Regions from separate parts of the Mus musculus genome. Here region 2 is linked to region 1. Evidence: chromatin contacts called from public Hi-C data. All regions are on one chromosome and are shown on one strand. Each heading gives the region's core, a stretch centred on a gene start, on an enhancer-like site or on the middle of the called end of the contact. The rest is flanking DNA. Distances are from core to core; before and after follow the strand shown. Region 1 overlaps Tln2 (talin 2). Region 2 overlaps Tln2 (talin 2).

Region 1 (5,539 bases), core at 2,186-4,685:
CACCTTTAAGCAGGTCCTGAACAACAAAGCAGGAATCAGGCACTGTTTCTCAGCTCTTCCATCCTTGGCCACCTATAAAAAGAGAAGCCTTTGCAAAGTTTCTAAAACTTGTTAACAGACTTCATGCTGATTACTTGTTTGTCAGCTTGACACAATCTAGACTCACCTGGGAAGAAGGGATCTCAGCTGAGAAAATGCCTGCATCCCATCAGTCTGTAGGCAAGTTTGTGGGCATTTTAAAAGCAGATCAGTGTGTGAGGGCCCAGCCTACAGTGGATGGAGCTGCTGATGGGCAGATGGCACTCTGTTGTTTAGGAAAGCAAGCTGAGCAAGCCATGGAGAACAGGCAATAACAGCATTCTTCTGTTCAGCATTCTCAGCTTCAGTGCCTGCCTCCAGGCTCCTTTGTTGAGTTCCTTTCTTGACCTTCCTCAATGAGACTATAACATTCCTCCCCAAATTGCTTTTTGAAATGGCTTTTATCACAGATATAGTGAACTTAATACAAAATTGTTATAACACCTTCAAGTGAAGAAAGACTTATGTGACTATTGTATTCAGAACGTTAAATTTAGATCAGTAACGCATCAGATACTTCCCTAATACCTGTCTGCCATGTTTGCTTGCTCGCCTCCTCAGAAGATTAATCATGAAAGCTTATTTGTGGAGTTTCCCACTTCCAGAGAATTAACTTGCTGCTTCTTCCATTAAAGCAGTGGTTCTCAACCTGTGAGTCGTGACCTCCTTGGGGTTACATATCAGATATTTACACTAGCAAATTACAGTTATGAAGTAGTAAAGAAATACATTTAAGGTTGGTGGGGGGGGGTTATCACAACCTGAGGATAGGGTCAAAGCATTAGGAAGCTTGAGAACCACTGCAAGAAAGCCTTGTGCGTAGCGTAGCTCTGTGTAATTGAAATTCCTAGTTGTTCACTCACGAGTCAACTAGGCCTCAGTTAGGAACAGAAGTTAGTGCAGTAACTGACTGAATATGGCAGAGATAAAGTCTATTGTGGATTCCCCAATATTGATATAATTAACTTATGTGTGCATATGTGAAGGGCATGCACATATACCCGTGGGTGTGTACATGCCTATACGGGCAACCGTCTTATTTACTGAGCCATCGCTCCAGCCCCTGTAGTCTATATTCGTTTGTGGAGCATCCCTCTAACTGTCACTGTTTGAAGATTGTGCTATGTAGTACTCATTCTTACAAAATTTGCATTCTAATTGCACATACTAGGAATTGGCATTTAAGTATTTTAAAAGTTTTAGAGGGGAGAGTGAATTCTAGAACAATAAAGACTTCCTAACCCCGCTCACATTTTTGATCTGGAAAGCCCATAAAGAGGAAATACAACAAAACAGAAGGATTGCAGCCTCTCACGTGGCCTCTGCATAAAGACACACTTTACCCCACTTTGCATTCACATCCTTTGCACCATTAACTGAACATTTACAGGATTGTTTTTAGTCATTTAATTAATGCAAAGTATGTCTTTAATAATCATTTGCATAAAATAACTAATTAAAACATTTTCCAAAGTAGTATATGGGACATTTGTCCTAAGATGTAGACCACAAAAATAAAGTTATCTGTGCCTGTGTAATTGTTGGACTCATTTAGTCCTAATAACAGCATATTAAAGCATCTAAAATGTTTCTGTGGTAGAAAACTCCTTTTAATTTTTGTTAAGCCAGCGTTTCCCACATTCAATGAAGAAACTTTTGTTAATGCAATACTTTTTATTTTTAAGATTTTATTTTTTTGTGAAAGTGCTTATCTCTGTGTCTGTATGTGTACTGTGTCTACATATTATGACCAGGGGAGGGTAGATTCCCCAGAACTGTGAGGCACTCCATGTGGATGCTGGGAACTGAACTCAGGCCTGAACTAAACTGAGTTGTTCTATGCCCCAGTATAGGGGAATGCCTGAGCCAAGAAGCGGGAGTGGGTGGGGAGGGGGGAAGGGGATAGGGGATTTTTGGAGGGAAACTAGGAAAGGGGACAACATTTGAAATGTAAATAAAGAAAATATTTAATAATAATAATAATAATAATAATAATAATAATAATAATAATAATAAAGAGTATCAAGTGCTTTTAATCAAGAAACCTTCTCTCCAGCCCTGCATGGTTTTGAGGGTAAGGGGGTGGGCTTGGGGAATACTATCTGTAGAAGAATATACAAGATGTCCTAAAGTCTTTCTTTTGGGTCTCACTTTGCCCTTTGTCTTGCAGAGGACAAAGTAGCCTTCTTTCTAGTCTCCTTGGAATGTCTTGAGTGTTGCTGCTGCTGGCAGCTCTTCATTGAGATTCTTTTGACTCAGACCAGCACCCAGCTTCTAGCTGGCAGGTTAGTTCAGGAAGCCAGGAGCAGAGAAATGGCCTCTCTCTGAGGAGTCAGATATCTTCCAACCTAGCAGAGTGGGGCTGTACTCACGGAGACGCTCTTTGAATGAAAGCATTCTTTAGATTTCTGCAGAAGAACAGAACAGACATGGCAAGGGATAGACATTGGGAAATGTTGGGAGAGTTTCAGTTGCAAAATGTTTCTTCTTCTCTCCCTTTGATTCTGGCCATTGCTGTGTGTGGCTGTCAGAGAACTCTGTCTTGTTTCTTCTTAGATTTTCTGACTTTGAAAGACAGGAATGCGCTTTGCTTTTCACTCGTGGCTTAGTCTTAATGTCTGAATACTCTAGTTTGGGGCCACAAAATACTTGCATCACTAATGCCTTAGATAGGCAGACACACTACAGGGGTATGGAGTCTCTGAGGAGAATCCAGGACCATGTGGCAGAATGAAGATCCCTTCTAGGCTCAGAAGAAGCAGGGAGGTCCTGTGCCACATGGTGTGTGAGGAGCTTGCTCATCTCCTGGGCCTGCAGTCGGGCTGTCTCTGAATCAGGGGTGAGGATGGAATAGAGGAGAATCTAGAAAATCCAGTCATGTTAGGTCTGGTAATTTCAGGAATTGTCAAATTTTCAGCATCAAATGGGGAGCTTTATAAGGCGAAACAGCCCGGGCTGACAGCGCCCTTCCTCTGGTGAATGAGAAGGTTTTGGTAGTAACTTTTGTTGACTTCTGATTGCATCAACCAGTGCTTTATGCTATCTCTAGACAGCAGTACCCAAGGAGCTGCCAAGTGACTCGATCAGAAGATAGAGTGCTCTTTGGAAGCCCGTGGTCTTCTAATTCCTTGAGTAATTCAGGTTTAACAAGAAGGATTTTAGGACGAGACATGTGGTTTGGTGATAGAAAGGGCTTGCCTGGCATAGTCAGGGCCCTGGATTCCATCTCTAGCACCACAAAAACCCCACCAAGCATTTTAAACAGATAGCTGTGCCCGCAGGAGGCCTGTTCTGTGTCAGCGTTCTCTGGGGACCTGTTAAGATCAGACAGTGAGCAATGAGTCTCTGCCACAAGCTGATTCTATCTCTGCTTCAAGAGCCTGTGGCTCAGATAAGCTCTATAGTGACGGCTGGACTTCGCTGGTTGTGTTAGCTGTGTGTTCACCCTGAGCCTGGCCCCTTCCCCAGTGGCTTTATTACAAAGCAGGAAATTTAGGCCCGAAGAGTTTAAAGCACATTGAGGGCAAATGACTAGTAAATTACTGTCCAAGATCAAATTTCTTCCTCTTAGCCACTATGCCTTCCCTCAGTGTAATGTTGAATTTCACAAATCTTGTTTTTTTTCTTTTGTGTGTGTGTGTGTGTGTGTGTGTGTGAGAGAGAGAGACAGACAGACAGACAGACAGACAGACAGACACTGAGAGAGACAGAGACTGAGGCGGGACAGGGGGAGAGAGAGACAGAGACAGACAAAGAGAGAGAGAGACAGACAGACACAGAGAGAGACACACACAGAGACACAGAGAGACAGACACAGAGACAGACACAGAGAGAGACATAGAGAGAGACAGAGAAAGAGACAGAGAGAGACAGAGAGATAGATATTTAGGATATATGACATGTTATTGCTTGTGTGTGCATGTATGTTTTTGCATGTATGTGTGTACATACACATATACATAGCTATGTGAAGTCCCTTCTTACCTCGGTTTGTTTCCATCTCTGTGATAAAACACCATGAACAAAGCAGCTTGGGGGAGGGGTTTGTTTGGCATCCACATCATGATCACAGTCTGACACTGAGAGAAGGCAGGACAGAAGCTCCATCAGAAACCTGGGAGGAAGAACTCAGAGAAGGTGGAGGAGGGCTGCTTGCCGTAGGGCTTGTTCATTGCGGGGATAGCTTGTTTTGTCTTTGTATATCATCTTGGACCACCTGCCTTGGGGTAGTGCAACTCCATTAATCAAGAAAATGCTTATGGACCAGTCTGGTAGAGACATTTTCTCAGTTGAGGTCCCTCTTTCTAGATGACCCAGTTTGCGCTGGATTGACACAACTGAAGCAGCCCAAGGCCCGAGGTTGATAGCCATCTATCCTCACCTCTTTCCCTCTGTACTCACTGAGGCCTGCTCTCTCTCTCTCTCTCTCTCTCTCTCTCTCTCTCTCTCTCTCTCTCTCTCTCTCTCTTTCTCACTCAGATCCAGAGCTTGCTATCCAGCTTGCCCTCACACTCCCCTCTCACACCTCCGAGGCAGCAGTTATGGAAAGGCCACCATGCCCACCTGTCTGTCCTTCCGGAGGGTGTCAGGAACTCTAAGCGCTGATCTTCACACTCTGTACCGAGTACTGGAACCTTCAAGCCATTCTCCCAGCCCAGTCTCCAACTCGGGCCCTGTGGAGACTCGCTTGGCATTGAGGAGGCTCCCTGGCTTTGGTGACTTGTGACTTTTTCTGAGTGGTGTGTTGCAGCCGTAGATACTAAGTGCCATGACAGCTCATCTCTGAAACAAAATCCTGGCTCTGGTCTATTGTCTGACTTCCTCGGGCTTGTTCCAGGGAGAGGGAGCTGAGAGGACAGGAAGGGGGCTAATAGAAATATGACTTAAAAGTATCTGTGCAGCTACCTGGAATTACGGTTTCCTAACCAGGCTCATAATTACGATAGTATAGGAGTGCTTGTACGATATGTAACTTGGAAGCCTTTAAACATAAAGGAAGGAGAAGAATACATTTGTTTTCTAGATGTAAAGTGAACATGAGGGGCCCATTGTGGGAATACATTCTTGCGTTTTGTAATTTCAATGGAAAAATAGGGCTTTTAATATATAAATATGACCTAATAAAGAGAAACCTGTGTAGTGGCTAAGCATATTGATAAAAAATATTTTAACTGTAGGCTGGCTCACCTGCATACTTAATGGTCCCTTTGTTTTTCTTTATGCAATCTGTCTCCTTACAAATTCCAGTGTTAAATTAGACGTTATGTGAGGCCTGAGAGGTGGCTCCGCCGTCAAGAGCAGTTGTTGCTCTTGCAAAGGACCTGGGTTTTGGTTCCCAGCACCCACATGACGATTTACAGCTGTTCTCAACTCTAGTTCAGGGGATTGGATGCCCCCTTCTGACTCCAGTGGGCACCAGGCACACACATGTTGGCATACATATGTACATGCAGGTAAAACT
Region 2 (5,539 bases), core at 1,364-3,863, 120 kb after region 1:
GCTTCAGTTCAGGGCTGCCAAAGGCTTGGGTTCAGAGGTCCGCATTCAGCAGTAGAATGCAGTGTTTTTGCAGGAAGATTGGGGGCCTTTTTTCTTAGCATTAATGGATACATTGAGCAGGACCAGTGGTGCTAAGTTCCCATTCTGTGGGAGGCAGTGAGTTCTGTGGGCTTCTGTGGGATTTTAGACCAGAGCTAAGGAGCAGGGTGGGACTGAGAAGGGAGGCAGAACGAACACTTTTGCCATTTCTTCTCAAAATATTCCAGTGAAGAGTTGAAAATAATAGGCACAAACTACATAAGAAAAACATTTCTTTACATGGATGTTTATAGGAGACCTTCAAACTAAAATGTGGAGGGATGAAGGCCGAGCTACTGGCTGTCTAATGAGGAGTCCCTTTAATGGCCACCTACTAAGCTCTGCAAGAAAATTAGTCTCCTTATTAGAAGGAGACAAAATACTGAACTGGATTAATGACCTCAGGGGCATCTTTCCCATCTGAGCTAAGGCCTCTGGGCGCTGTGAGCGGAGACACATGGACACTTCCATTGATCACGGACACTTCCATTGATGCTTGACATAAGGGGCAGCCTGTGCTTCATGGGGGACATTTTCTTTCCCTAGAACATTAAGACTCTGCTGCTTACCAATGCCATCTCAGCATTAACAATTGTCTCTTGTCTTTTGTATTTTAAATTTCCATTTATTCTTTGGTAACTTCATACATAAATGTATTTAGATCATATCCACACTCTACTCCTAACTCCTGGACCACTTCTCTATATCCCTCTCCTAACTTCATGCTGTTGGCAGCTACCCAAATGGTGATTGTTCCTCCTCCTCCTCCTCCTCCTCCTCCTCCTCCTCCTCCTCCTCCTCCTGCTCCTCCTCCTCCTTCTCCTCTTCCTCCTCCTTCTCCACTTTCTCCTCCTCCTCCTCCTTCCTCTAATAATAATAATTTGTTGAGTCAAAATCCTGCTGCTACCAGTGCTTGGGTGTAGGCTCTACCCGGAGAGCATAGGCACCCTCCAATGATCTACAGAGAAGAAAAATGACTTCCCTTTCCCCATTGGCCATCCGTGGCCAACAGCTCCTTAGCTAGATGTGGGGCCTCCTGAGCCTCTTCCTGCTTCCTGCTGGAGAGTTGACTACCTTGATCATTTGCATAATTTGGAGGACACCAGGGTAGAGAGATAGAAGAGCCAGGGGTTGGGGAGGCTTGTGAAATAATGTCTTCCGGATATGACAAGGCCATCGTGCTCACTCATAGCACCTGTGGTGACCAGAATGAGACCAGCAAAAGGTCACGCCCATCTTTTACCAAAAGCAGACAGCAAGGAAGACAGCAAAGGGTGACAAGGTTGAGATTGTTGGTGGCTTCGAAGAGACAGTGTCTGCTCCCATAGTGGAAAGGCATGATGTATGAGTTTTCAAGCACCATCCTGGACTGACCTGTGTCCCTCTCCTCTGCAGGTTGCAGCCAAGCAGGCTGCAGCTGCTGCCACACAGACCATCGCAGCCTCCCAGAATGCAGCCATCTCCAACAAGAACCCCTCAGCCCAGCAACAACTGGTCCAGAGCTGCAAGGTAGGCTCCCTGTGCGCCGAGGGCCAGGTCTGCAGCAGATCACTGATGACATTAGACCGCCACACGCCCCCGTAATTCACTTAACACAGGTCTTCCAGGCTCCTAATCTAGTTTGCAGTGGTTCTGTGTTCCAGGTGTACACATGTCTGGTTTTTGTCCATTAAGTGGAGCCTGCATTTGGAAGCAGTGTCTTTTCCAACATTATCTTTCCTTTATCCACATCTTGTTTAAGAGACTTAATTAAATAAAAAGAATCGATGAGGCCTTTTGGAGCTTTGAAATGGAAATGAATATTTGGCTTTCCAGAGTACCTTCCCCTCTGGGAGACTGGTTATGTCCAGTCTCCATGCACTACGGCAGGCTGATTTCCTGCTTTCTCCACATCTGAAGTCTGCTTTGTCCTGTCTGCCTTCTGTAGCCTCCTGTTGGGTGCACTCTGTTATCTGTGGCTTGGTTGTCTGTTTTGGGGGGACAGGGCATTGGTGTTGTGTCAAAGGAAGCTTTCTGCAAACATTCTCTTTTCCAACCAAGAGGGGTGACTCTCCCAGGACACCTGGGATGATGTCCCCCCCTTTTGATGTCCTGGGACATAAAATCCTTTTGCAGAGGTGTCTCCTGCGCGTGATGGGACATCTTGCTGGAGTCTCCTAAGAGTGTGGGCAGTGGAGGCTGGTGGCAGGCGTGTCTGATTGTGCCAGTGTTCCGACAGTTAACCTGTTCTGACTTTCCTCCAAATCTCTGAAAAAGATTGAGTCAACCAAGGGAAGCTGCCTCTTCAGCCGTGGCTTTGCTTCTGGGAGAATCCAATTCTTCACAAATTGGCCATGCAACTGGGAGAGGATTGTCTAGAGCTCTCTAGGCCTGATTCTGGTTTTCCCAAGGTCCCCTCTCATATTTGACTGTGATGCCCAGGAATTTGTGGTCCTTAGTGCTTAGGGTATGTGGAAGGAGAAGAGCTTACTGAAAGTGAGGCCTCTGCTCAGACAGTATAGTTCTTTCTTGTGCCGTTCAGTTGCCAGCAAGGCTGGAAAGTGGCCTTTCCCTTCCTCAGGGACTGCAAGCTGCTCATGCCCAGGGACCTATTGTGGAGCCAGCCAGCCTTCTCTTCCTCTTTGCCAAAGAGACTGAAGGTATTAGATCTCTGAACATCCCTGCCAAGAAATGAGAGAGAATCTAAATGACAGACTGAAGTTGAGAGGGAAAATGGACCAAGTTTCTGGAATCAGCATTGGAAAGGGCCTGCTCACATTTCCATTGGGATATTTTAAAATATGTTTACAGTTTGGCTAGGGTGGAGGGTAGACACTAGGCTAAAATGCACTGGGCACCTTTACCATTGGTGATACTCCAGCCTCTGACGCCTGCTCCATCAGAGGGCAATTGGGAAGATCCCAAGCTGATGGGGCTGTCATAGAGTAGTCCTGCTTTGCTAAATGTGGCTCCTCTCTCCCCGTTTGTTGGGTTTCCTCATTTGAGCAATGCTAAGAACTGGTTGGGACAGAAATAGGAGCAATGGCCACATGTAAGGTGAGGCCCATACCTGCAGAGTCAGGGGTCTGAGCACTTAAACATGCTGTCTCTTGAACCTCTCCCATCCTCTTTCAGGTCATACAGCCATCTGACTCAGTTTATCTGACTGTGAATTGTAGGTTGGTTGGTTGGTTTTTTACCTTCAGTCCTCATGGCCTGGAGCCTGTGAGTTTTGACTAGGGAAGTTTTTTCAAGGCTTTGTTATAGACAACAGTAGGCTATCAATAGACTGAGCCCATCAGGACCACTGTTAAAGTGGGAGGGGTGAGGAGAAGAGGGTTCAGTATGCTGTCGTATCCAGCTTCTGGTACTAGTGTCCCTGGGAGCGGATCACGCATCAACAGTCATCACTTTGGGCCATTTCCCTGCCCCTTTGCTAGCTGTCCCTCTCTGCCTATGCTCAGTTGCTATTTTCTTGCTCCTTGCAGGCGGTGGCTGATCACATCCCTCAGCTAGTGCAGGGCGTGAGAGGGAGCCAAGCACAAGCAGAAGACCTCAGTGCCCAGCTGGCTCTCATCATCTCCAGCCAGAACTTCCTGCAGGTAACATAGAACAGCACCATGGTCCTTTGCAGAACCCGCAGCTGGCAGAGTCTGTCCTTTGTCCTTAAGGGAAAGAGCATTACCTGTGCAGATCCCACAGCCTTGGCTAAGTTCTTGTCTGAGCAGCTGCAAGGCCTCTTTACGTTTCAAAGGAGGGATATGTCACTGGCCCAGTGAAGTGCTAGTGATCAAGGCAAGTAGTGGTGGGTTAGTTTTTCAAATGCTGCCTATGGGTGATCCGCTATGCAGAGATAAAACATGGATGTTTTTGTCTGCTTTCTTGTGTTCTGTTACACAGAGGGATACACTAGCTGGTTTGTTGGGTGGATATAAAATCTTGAACTTAGAATTATTTTATACTTCATTGAGAATTTCCTGCAATGTAATTTGATCATATTCACTTCCGCTCCTCCCTGATCTCCCTCCAGAACCAGTCTCACTCACCTGTCTAGCCCTGACTTAGACTTTGTTTTCTTAAGTCTAATAACCCATTGACTCTAGTTTGTGTTGTGTATATACTTCTGAGAGCATGCACCAGAGAGGGTCAATTCTGCCACAAGCCACACCCTTAAAGAAAAGGAAGTCTCTACTAATTGTCAGTTGTTCTTCAGTTAAGGATGTGAGTTCATGAACCCCTTTCCACTCCACGCTAGAATGCTAACTGGCTTGATATTGTGCCGGTCTTGTGCAGGCAGCCGTGTCAATGATGAGTTCTTGAGTGTTACAGTCCTATCATATCCAAAAGACACTGTTTTATCCCAAAGCTCCTTTACGTCTGACTCTTAAGATCGTTCTTTTAACAATATATTCTAGTTATGGTGTATAATGTTTTGAATTGCATTCATTGTATATGAACCCTTTGGGGCTCGAACCCAGCAGGAGAAGTAATAGCTGTACCTACCACTGCCCTGTCTCCAGCCCTCCATCTTCTTTGTAGTGTGGGCATTTGTGATTCAGAAGGTATGCTGGGTGACTATGCTCTGCCTTTAACCATCCATCCCTTCATTAGACACGCTGGCTCTTTTTTGGGGCTACCATGAGCTGCCTATAATGAGAGCCTCTTCATGTGCAGTCTTCATCCCCAGCTTGAGTTATTTACTTGGGTGAATTCCTAGAAATAGGTTGGCAAACTAGTTTACTTCTTCTTTGTCACACTGAGATTTGGGGTCTAGAAAGAAGGTCGTTTTTTCATAGTAATCCTGGAGCTACTTCTGTGTTTAGTCTGCATCCAGGCACACGGTAGAGAGTTAGGATTGAGCAGTGAAGGTGGTTCTCAGTCCACTGAACTGGATTGTAGGTTCCCTCCCTCCCTCCCTCCCTCCCCCCCTCCTTCCTACCCACATTTTCTTTTTTTCTCTCTCTCCTCTTTTCTTCTTTTCTCCTGTTCTTTTAACTGCTATTGTAGATACTTAAAACTTTGTTTAAAAAAAAAAAAAAAAAAAAAAAACAGGCAAACTTCAAAGTAAAAGGCAGCAGAATCAACAAATCAAAACGTGTGTATGTTTAAGCTAAGTGTGGTGGCATAGGCCTAAAGAGGCGGCTAGATCAAGCGTGTAGATCGCTAAATTCAAGGCCACCCTAGTCTACATAGGACAGCCAGAGATACACAGAAAGATGGTGTCTTGGGGAATAAACTAGAAAAGTGGAAAAAAAAGTGTGTGTGGATATTTATATGTATTTATATTTATAAATACACATAATGTGAGCAAGAACTGTTAAAATACATATTTACAATATCTAGTGTGTGTGTGTGTGTGTGTGTGTATGTATCTATATATAGACACACACACACATTCTACCACTAAGCTAACCCAGCCCCCAGCCCAAGCATACATCTTTAACTTCCCACATGAATATTGTAGAGTTGCCCTTCCAGAAGG

The links. A called contact is a pair of places that touch in the nucleus more often than the background predicts.
Region 2: a Hi-C map of the N1E-115 cell line shows a contact between it and region 1, with 7 times the contacts expected there. The contact joins two enhancer-like sites. A contact is called at or near these places in 3 of 484 Hi-C or Micro-C datasets (the N1E-115 cell line, nephron progenitors and stem cell-derived motor neurons).

Annotation. Positions count from the first base shown.
Region 1 is chr9:67,461,482-67,467,020 of GRCm38.p6, reverse strand. All of the region lies in intron 1 of Tln2 (talin 2), which reads left to right. Among named protein-coding and RNA genes, the nearest start is that of Tln2, 95 kb to the left of the region's middle. Within about 2 kb of position 3,435, at least 40 of the 459 cell types and tissues checked have an H3K27ac peak or open chromatin away from gene starts, as enhancers often do. A contact at or near this core is called in the N1E-115 cell line, where this site is marked.
Region 2 is chr9:67,336,330-67,341,868 of GRCm38.p6, reverse strand. It overlaps Tln2 (talin 2), which reads left to right. Exons shown (of 58, transcript NM_001081242.2): 23 at 1,474-1,587; 24 at 3,546-3,659. Among named protein-coding and RNA genes, the nearest start is that of Mir190a, 100 kb to the right of the region's middle. Within about 2 kb of position 2,613, at least 3 of the 459 cell types and tissues checked have an H3K27ac peak or open chromatin away from gene starts, as enhancers often do. A contact at or near this core is called in the N1E-115 cell line, where this site is marked.